Regions from separate parts of the Sus scrofa genome. Here all the other regions are linked to region 1. The links are chromatin contacts, called in public Hi-C maps. All regions are on one chromosome and are shown on one strand. Each heading gives the region's core, a stretch centred on a gene start, on an enhancer-like site or on the middle of the called end of the contact. The rest is flanking DNA. Distances are from core to core; before and after follow the strand shown. Region 1 holds the start of LOC110261324 (zinc finger protein 772-like). Region 2 holds the start of ZNF304 (zinc finger protein 304). Region 3 holds the start of LOC110261317 (zinc finger protein 805-like).

Region 1 (2,828 bases), core at 44-2,543:
TAAGTAAAAAGAGTTCCCTAGTGGCATAGTAGTGTTTGCTGTGGCAGGTGTTTGATCCCTGGCCCAGGAACTTCCACGTGCCTTGGGTATGGTCAATACATATATAATTTTTATATATATAGGCATATAATTAAAAAAAATATATATATATATAGAATGTAAAACACTCGAGCACAAAGTGGTAGTAATGGACCACACACATGGGATGACAGAAATCCAAGTGGCTTTATTTAGAAAACACCACAATGTGGCACATAATGGGAGGGAGGGAGGGAGGACTCAGGAGGGTTAGTCTCCTCAATGAATGTGAGATAATGTGCAAAGAAACGCCCATTAAGCCAAGCACAGGAATTATTAAAGCAGATGTATAATTCATATTTGTTAGGCTACAAACAAAGCATATTTTGGCAAGCATAAGGTTCAAGTTAAATTATGTATAGGAATACCCTGGCGGCCTAGTGGCTAAGGATCTGGCATTGTCACTCGTGCTGCATGGGTTCGATCCCTGGCTTGGGAACTTACATATGTCACAGATGCGGCCGAAATAAATACATAAATCATGTATAAGCCAGAATGATTTCCCCATACCTTAATAAGTATCTTCCATCACTTTTCTTTTCAGATATATGTAACATAGCTGAAAGGAACTGAATATATCTGTGTATACGGAGTGAGAAATAGTATTTGTAAAAAGAGTTACTCACTGGGTTAGACGCAATCACTGATTGTACAGTCAGGAGAAATGTTTTCTGAGGTCACCAGAGACACCACCATTGTCCACCTGTACATCAGTGTCCTAAATCCTTACTGCACTTCCACGTCTTGTTGGCCACGAATAGAGTCTTCACTCTTATTCCTGACCCCAAATGCTGAGGCCCACATCACTAACGCTAGAGCTTCACACTACATGTGTATATTTGTTAACGTATTATTAGCTTCCAGCTATAGAAGTCTGAGTGACATTAGCATATGATACGTCCATTTAAATTTTTTTTTTTTTTGGTGAGTATTCTCTGCATAAAGAAGCCCGAGATAATATGTTCCTAAATATTTAAGTGATACGTTACAGACCACAGCCACCGGAAATATGGGTGCGTGTCCTTTAAGAGGAAGTGAAGCTCCGCCCAATCCTCAAAAATCCAACACGTCATTCCTAGGCGCCGCTAGTTAGGTAAGCGGCCCTGGTGTCGCTGTGGGAACTACATTACCCAAGAGCATCGGGGGGCACCGGTCCAATGAAGGCCAAGGAAAGGGGCGTTTCCATTCATAAGGAGGACGAGGGGGCGGGACTTCCTTTTTCCTTTTTTGGGCGGACATTTTTTCCTGCTTTCGGATTAATCCACCAAATCCGTCTCCAGACCGCAGCGTCACACCCGAGGGGACACAACAGGGAAAACGCGAGAGAGGCGATTTCTGCCCTAAACAAGCGAACCTGAGGTTCGTAGTGGCATCGCCCGGGTGACCCAGCCGCCGGAGCCCGGGACCTTGCACTCGTTAACGCTTTCCAGCTACTCCTCTTCCCCTCACTTTCCCCGGACCACGGGCGCGGATGGCGGCGGCCGTGCTGACGGACCCAGTGCAGGTGGGTGCTGCACCCCTGGGTCCTTTCCCTCCCTCCATCTCTGAATCCTGAAGCCTCGAATGAGGGACACTCAGGTCCCTGCAGCTCAGGTGAATGTGTTCAGACGATAGGGGTTCTTTCAGTTGGGTCCTAGATCTGACAACCAGTATAGGAGAATGAGAAAGGACCCTGCCGGCGGAGGGGTCAGCTCGCAGAACGGCTTGGAGGTGTGACACAGCGTTTGGGAAACCCGTTACCTTTGGTGTCTGAAAAGATCAGAGAGCCTGAGTAGCTGTGCCTTCATTCTGAGGGTGATAGGAGGCATAGAAGGTTCTGAACAGAGGAGAGACGCGACCTTATGGTTTCAAAAGTATTTCGTAGACTGGCCAGGTGTGAACAGACTTGGGGGTAAGGATGAGGGAGGTGGGGCCCAGAAAGGCTAAGACTTGGTCCAAGGCAACACCGATAACAGGGGGCCTTGATGACAGAGCCACAGAAGGGCGATAGCCCCAGGGCTTTGTGGTAGGGCAGGAGTAGTGGATAGGCCTGAGCCCTTGGGGCTCTTTCGTGGTTGTTTTTCATAGTCTCTCTCTTCCCACAGGTTCCCATGGTCGCATAAGTAATTACTGGCCCTATACAGGGGAGGGGTGGATATCCAGGCCTTCATCAATTCCAGCCCCACCTTGACTCACGAGGGCTCCAGAGTTTTGGTGTCATAAGACACTTTATATATTTATTTATTTTTTATTTTGAGGGGCACATCTGCAGCATATGGGAGTTCCCAGGCTGGAGGTCAAATTGGAGATGCAATTGCCAGCCTCCACCACAGCCTACACCACAGCCACAGCCACAGCCATGCAGGATCTGAGCTATGTCTGTAACCTACACCACTGCTCACAGCAATACCAGATCTTTTTTTTTTTTTAAATAATTATTTTTATTTTTTCCATTATAGCTGGTTTATACTGTTCTGCCAGTTTTCTACTACACAGCAAGGTTACCCAGTTATACATGCACGTATACATTCTTTTTTCTCATATTATCATGCTTCATCATAAGTGGCTAGCTATAGTTCCCAGCAGGATGATATACAGCAGGATCTCATTGCTTATCCATTCCAAAGGCAATAGTTTGCATCTATGAACCCCAAATTCCCATTCCATCCCTCCCCCTTGGCAACTACAAGTCTGTTCTCCATGTCCATGCTTTTCATTTCTGTGGAAAGGTTCACTTGTGCCATATATTAGATTCCAGATGTAAGAGATAT
Region 2 (3,149 bases), core at 363-2,862, 190 kb after region 1:
CTCAGACTCATAGTGCAAAGGGAGGGACAGGTGAAGAGACTCAGAATACCACTATGTCTTATCAGAAAATCTCCATAAGCCCACTTTTTAACTTTCTAATTTAAAATTTTTTTTTTTGCTTTTTAGGGCTGCACTCGCAGCATATGCAGGCTCCCATGCTAGGAGATGAATTGGAGCTACAGCTGTCAGCCTACACCACAAGTCACAGCAGCGCCAGATCCTTAACTCACTAAGCGAGGCCAGGGATCAAACCCACAGCTTCATGGTTCCTAGTCAGATTCGTTTCTACTGCACCACAACATGAACTCCTCAGCCCTACATTTAAAAACATGCAGGGAGTTCCCATTGTGGCTCAGCAATTAACAAACTCAACTAGTTTCCATGAGGATGTGGGTTTGATCCTTAGCCTCGATTGGTAGGTTAAGGATCCGGCATTGCCGTGAGCTGTGGTGTAGGCTGCAGGCACAGCTCAGATCCTGCATTGCTGTGGCTGTGGCATAGGCTGGCAGCTAGAGCTCCAATTCGACTCCTAGCCTGGGAACTTCAATATGTCACAGGTGCAGCCCTAAAAAGACAAAAAAAAAAAAAAAAAAAGGCAGGAAATCCATACACTTCTCTAACCTCCACTGCCACCACTCTGGTCCACCCACCATCAACACTCACCTGAGGAGCTATTTCAGCAGACTCCACCCTGATCTCCCTGCCCACCCACAGGCTTCCCCCAATCTTTCCATTCTGCAGCCTGTCAACACCTGAGTCAAAACACTTCCCTTCTCAGTTACAAACCTTCCACGGTTCCACCACCATCAGAAAGAGGACAAGCTCCTCAGGCTGCCATGCCAGACCAGACCCCTGACTGCCGGCTCTCTGTTCTCAGCAAACAGCACACTGACCTGCTGTTTCCAGACACTCCTAATTCATTCTCACCTCCAAGCGTCTGCACAACTGGCTTCTGTGTCTTGGAAACCATTCCACACCTCATCCCATCCATACTGGGAACGGGAGCCTCAGCACATAACCGCCGAGAATGACGCCCTCTGCTCCTTTACCCGCCAGAGAAGGGAGCGATGAAGGCGAAGGGGTGAAGACCCTAGAACACACCATCCCCTACACCCGAGAGGTGAGGGCCTGAGGAACCCTCCACTCACCTGAGCCCGGTCCATGAGCCCAGCGGCCGCCATGGGATCCTGTGAGCAGAAGCGGGTTGAGGAGCCGGGGAACGGAGCGGGTTCTGTGAGAAGAGCCGAACCCCCACAAGCACAGTGGGCGGTGACCTCAGGATGACTGTCGCCCTCCCAGCCCCAGTCTCCCCCTTGTAGAAACGCGCACAAGGATCAGGGTGCCGCCTCCGGAGGCGGACGAGGCCAGAGAGCCGGGACGAAGGCCTCGGAAAGCGCGCAGCCCCGGCCGACACCTCCGCGCAAGGCGGCCCGTCCCACGACGGACACCATGGATCGTAATAACGCCGCAGGGTGAGAGCCTATCCTCGTTACTGTCCGTCCCTGCTCGGCTCCTAACAGCGGCATGAGAGGGGACCCGGTCCAGGACTCCCAGCCTCCACAGCCGCTCTGGACAGCCTCGGCTCGCGCAAAAGACGTCACGACGGCGCCGCCGGAAGTCCCGCCTCTCCCGGCTCCGACGGCAGGAAACGTCTTTGGAGCGTCGTGGAGGCTCCTGGCGCAGACTTCTGGGTAGAGGAGTTCGTGCCCTGCTTCCAGTGCGGGAAAGGGTAGCTTTCCTGTCCTTGCCTGCCGCTGCGCAGAGTCCGGTGGGCGGAGAAGGTTCGTGGAAAAATTGCCTCTCTCAGTGTCTAAGCTCCTCTTAAAGGCGACGCGCCCATATTTCCGCGGTCACTGGAGACAGCGCCTCTTCCTCCGCCTTCTCCAGCAGGTGGAGCCTTCTTTCATCCTGGGAGAGGTATCTCACCCAGGATGGCGACTGGGACTGGGACTTGAATGGAACGATGAATAGCCCTCGCTCGTGCAGACTTCCTGTAATAGCATGAGATGTTCCCCCTATTCTTTGATACTCAAAATTGGGTCAGCATCCCTTGTGAACTTACTAAAAGTGCAGGTTCTAGGATTCAACCTACACCTGACAGAGAAACCCCGAGGGTGGGCGGTCTCATTAATAGTCATGACCATCGCCTCACCCAAAGTACAACAACTAAAATGAGAAAATACTACACCCTACCTCATGAGAAGTGAAAGGAAAGTGCTTGGAACAAAGCATGGTTTTTAATACACACAAGCTGATAACTGCTATTATTCATCATCTCCACAAGGTTCTCACATACACATACAGGAGGATATCAGAGGCTTCTCTTTGACAAGTCACTAATATTATATACATATACTTTTTTTTTTCATGGCTGCACCCTCGGCATATGGAAGTTCCTAGGCCAGATCCTGTAATCCACTTCATACGCTAGGGATCGAACCCACACCTCCAAAGTGATCCAAGCTGCTGAAGTCAGATTCTTAACCTACTGGAACTTAACCACCCAGGAACTTCATTGATGCTTTTTATTTTATTTTTTTTTTAGGGCCAAACCCGAAGCATGTGGAGGTTCGCAGGCTAGGGGTCAAATCAGAGCTACAGCTGCCGGCCACACCACAGCCACAGCAACGCCAGATCCGAGCCGCGTCTGTGACCTACACCACAGCTCACTGCAGCAGCGATCCTTAACCCACTGAGCAAGGGCCAGGGATAGAACCCGCAACCTCGTGATTCGTAGTAGGATTGTTTCCCACGTGCTATGAGGGGAACTCCAATCCTATTTTTTATTTTATTTTATTTTATTTATTTATTTATTTTATTATTATTATTATTATTTTGCTATTTCTTGGGCTGCTTCCGCGGCATATGGAGAGTCCCAGGCTAGGGGTCTAATCGTAGCCGTAGCCACCAGTCTATGCCAGAGCCACAGCAACGCGGTATCCGAGTCGCGTCCACAACCTACACCACAGCTCACGGCAATGCCGGATCCTTAACCCACTGAGCAAGGGCAGGGACCGAACCCGCAACCTCGTGGTTCCTAGTCAGATTCGTTAACTACTGCGCCACAACGGGAACTCCCAATCCTATTTTTTAAAGTATAAAATAGAATAACTCTTTGACTTAGCAAGTAACCTTATAGGTAATGGTTA
Region 3 (3,080 bases), core at 339-2,838, 230 kb after region 1:
CGGAGTTGTAGCCACTGGCCTGTGCCAGAGCCATAGCAACGAGGGATCCGAGCCGCGTCTGCAACCTACACCACAGCTCATGGCAATGCCAGATCCTTAACCCACTGAGCGAGGCCAGGGATCAAACCCGCAACCTCATGGTTCCTAGTCGGATTTGTTAACCACTGAGCCACGACGGGAACTCCAGTTTCTACTTAAGAGCTGCAGTCAACTGCGGCAAGTAACTGAACCTCTCAGGGCCTCAAGTTGTTCTTGCAGAAAGCAGTGATGATAGGACTTCCTTTTGTGGCACAACGGAAATGAATCCGACTAGGAACCATGAGGTTGGGGGTTCGATCCCTGGCCTGGCTCAGCGGGTCATGGATCCAGCGTCGCCGTGAGCTGTGCTGTAGGTCGCAGACGAAGCTTGGATCCCATGTTGCTGTGGTTGTGGCACAGGCCTGCAGCTGTAGCTCCAATTCAACCCTAGCCTGGGAACCTCCATATGCTGTGGGTGCGACCCTAAAAAGACGAAATAAAGAAAGGAAGGATGGAAGCAAGCAAGCAGGCAGTGACAATAACAGGACCTAGCTCCGAAGAGATGACGATTAAACAACGTGATACGTTATGCCTGCCTGTCAGGTAACAGCAAGGACTCACTGAAGGACGACTATTAGGAGTATTTCTTTACCACTGTCTTTGCTCCCACAATATTCTGGACAAATCCAACCAGACACCCTTATTTAACTTTGCCAGGTTCCTTACACAGAAATGCCAGAACATGAGCAAGCAGGGAAGGGACCATTCTATTCTAACGACTAGGAACGGCCTCTTCAAAGAGAAGACATCTGCGCAGAGGCCAGAGGGATGTGAGAGACAAGTCCTGCAAAGACGAAGGAACAGCATTCCAGGCAAAGGCCAATGCAAATACAAAGTTCGGGGACGGGGTGGGGATGTGACAGAGAACTTATCAAGGTCGGGTTGTTGTGTCTAGAGCACTTCGAGCGGGGAAGGTGGGGAAACCGGGATTATAAGCGTGATGGGAAGGAGGCATCTTTCATGCACTGAAAAAACGCCTGTCAGGGATCCGACACTGTGGTAAGAATGCAGAGAAAATGAAGGGCCAGCGCCACGTGGTGCAATAAACGACAAGGACAAAGAGAAACCCAATGGCTAACAGCCTCCGCCTGCTCAGACGCCCTCTCCGAACCAGCAGAGAAGGAGCAACACCAGAAACATCGTCCACTCACCCAGGCCGGGTCCATCCATGTTGCCGCCATCGCGGGACCCTGAAGGGAGAGCGGGCCCGGAGAGGCGGCGACAGAGGCGGCCCCAACCCAGGCCGCGGAACCCGAGCAGGGGTACCCGGCTGGCCGCCGCACTCCAAGACTCAGGCCACTCGGTGTGAAACGCGCGCGAGGCCCAGGCTTTCGCGTCAGGGCTGCGGGGGCCACGGCCCGGGATCCCGCGGGACCCCTCCAAGGATCGGGGCGGCTGTCGAGCTGGTACCACGCGGAGGTGAGACGCGCTCTCCCACCGAGGGAACGGCTCACGGGTCCAGGTGCCTCAGCTGGGGAAGACCCACCTGGCACAGACAGATGACGTAGGCTCACAGGGGCCGGAAGTCCCGTCTCCGCGGCGCCGGCCGCAGGAAACGCCCGGTCCTGGGTGGTCCTTGGGCCGGCATCCGCCCAAACATGCGGCGCTCAGCCTTCTGGGTAACGTAGTTTTTTCCTTGCAAGCAACCATGCGATGGAATTTTCCAAGCCCGTTTTCTCATTGGGCCGAGAGAGCCGCCTCAGATCCGCGTGTTCCCGGTGGACACAACGCGGGGGAAACCAATGAGAAGGGACGAAACCACTCATTATACTCCTGGGGAAATGGAGGCTCAGGGGATAAAGACGTTTGTCTGGGGTCAAGGCCACGTGCAAAGGCGCAGAAGCTGATCCTCAACTATACTCAGCTCTCCGCTAACGCCAGGCGCTTTCTCTCTTCTCTAGGGCCTCTTGTAGGAGTGGCGAATAAATGATCAAAGTAACCGCCGGAAGACGACTCCGGAAGTCCCGCTCTGACATTTTGGGAAGGCACAGACCTTAAAACTCTTGGGCCTTCTTAGGGCCAGAGCCTCCTCTAAGTAATGCACAGACCTTTTTGAGTAACGGAGTTGGCCGGGAAAACCCACAGTGGTTTGCCCTCCTCTGAGGTGGGGAGACTGAAGGTTAAGCTCAGGACTTAAGCTTTGGCACAGTCAGTTTGAAATTATCTGTAAGATCACAAAGCGCGTCCCCTGATGCACTTCCACCTGTCCGAATCTTAGGAGAGATTTTTGGGCCTGGGTATGGAAATTTCGGAGTTGTTAGGCTAGTCTATTATTTCAAGTCATTATACTGGGTAAGACCATCAATGGAATGAGTGTAGGTGGAGAAAGGAATTGATGGGGTGAACACTGGACCAAAAAAGTCATGTTAGGAATTCTAACCATCCTTCAAGAATTGTATTATGCAGGGAGTTCCTGTCGTGGCGCAGCGGTTAATGAATCCGACTAGGAACCATGAGGTTTCGGGTTCAATCCCTGGCCTTGCTCAGTGGGTTAAGGATCCGGCGTTGCCGTGAGCTGTGGTGTAGGTCGCAGATGCGGTTCGGATCCTGTGTTGCTGTGGCTCTGGCCTAGGCTGGCAGCTACAGCTCCGATTCAACCCCTAGCCTAGGAACCTCCATATGCCGCAGGAGCGGCCCAAGAAATGGCAAAAAGCCAAAAAAAAAAAAAAAAAAAAAAAAAAAAAGTATTATGCAGTCTTAGAAGTCCCCATCAGTGACAGTTTTGGTGTTTTTTGTTTTTAGTTGGTTGGTTGGTTGGTTTTTTGTTTGTTTGTTTTGTCTTTTCTAGGGCTGCACCCGCAGCATATGGAGGTTGCCAGGCTAGGGGTTTAATCAGAGCTGTAGCCACGGGCCTACACCACAGCCACAGCAACGTGGAATCCCAGCGGCGTCTGTGAACTACACCACAGCTCATGGCAACACCGGATCGTTTAACCCACTGAGTGAGGCCAGGGATTGAACCCGCAAACCCCTGCATGGTTCCTAGTCGGATTTGTTAACCA

The links. Hi-C and Micro-C count contacts between places; a contact is called where the count stands out from the background.
Region 2: a contact with region 1 is called in a Hi-C map of embryonic fibroblasts, with 1.5 times the contacts expected there. The contact joins the promoter of ZNF304 here to the promoter of LOC110261324 in region 1. A contact is called at or near these places in 1 of 5 promoter capture datasets (liver), 3 of 47 Hi-C or Micro-C datasets (embryonic fibroblasts, heart right ventricle and skeletal muscle) and 1 of 2 datasets of contacts at active chromatin or transcription factors (alveolar macrophages).
Region 3: a Hi-C map of subcutaneous adipose tissue shows a contact between it and region 1, with 1.7 times the contacts expected there. The contact joins the promoter of LOC110261317 here to the promoter of LOC110261324 in region 1. A contact is called at or near these places in 1 of 5 promoter capture datasets (liver) and 2 of 47 Hi-C or Micro-C datasets (heart right ventricle and subcutaneous adipose tissue).

The regions. Positions count from the first base shown.
Region 1 is chr6:61,924,997-61,927,824 of Sscrofa11.1, reverse strand. LOC110261324 (zinc finger protein 772-like) reads left to right here and starts at 1,293. Exons shown (of 4, transcript XM_021097337.1): 1 at 1,293-1,582. The coding sequence starts at 1,550.
Region 2 is chr6:61,739,145-61,742,293 of Sscrofa11.1, reverse strand. ZNF304 (zinc finger protein 304) reads right to left here and starts at 1,612. Exons shown (of 5, transcript XM_021097292.1): 1 at 1,149-1,612. The coding sequence starts at 1,181.
Region 3 is chr6:61,693,600-61,696,679 of Sscrofa11.1, reverse strand. It overlaps LOC110261317 (zinc finger protein 805-like), which reads right to left and starts at 1,588. Exons shown (of 4, transcript XM_021097312.1): 1 at 1,230-1,588. The coding sequence starts at 1,259.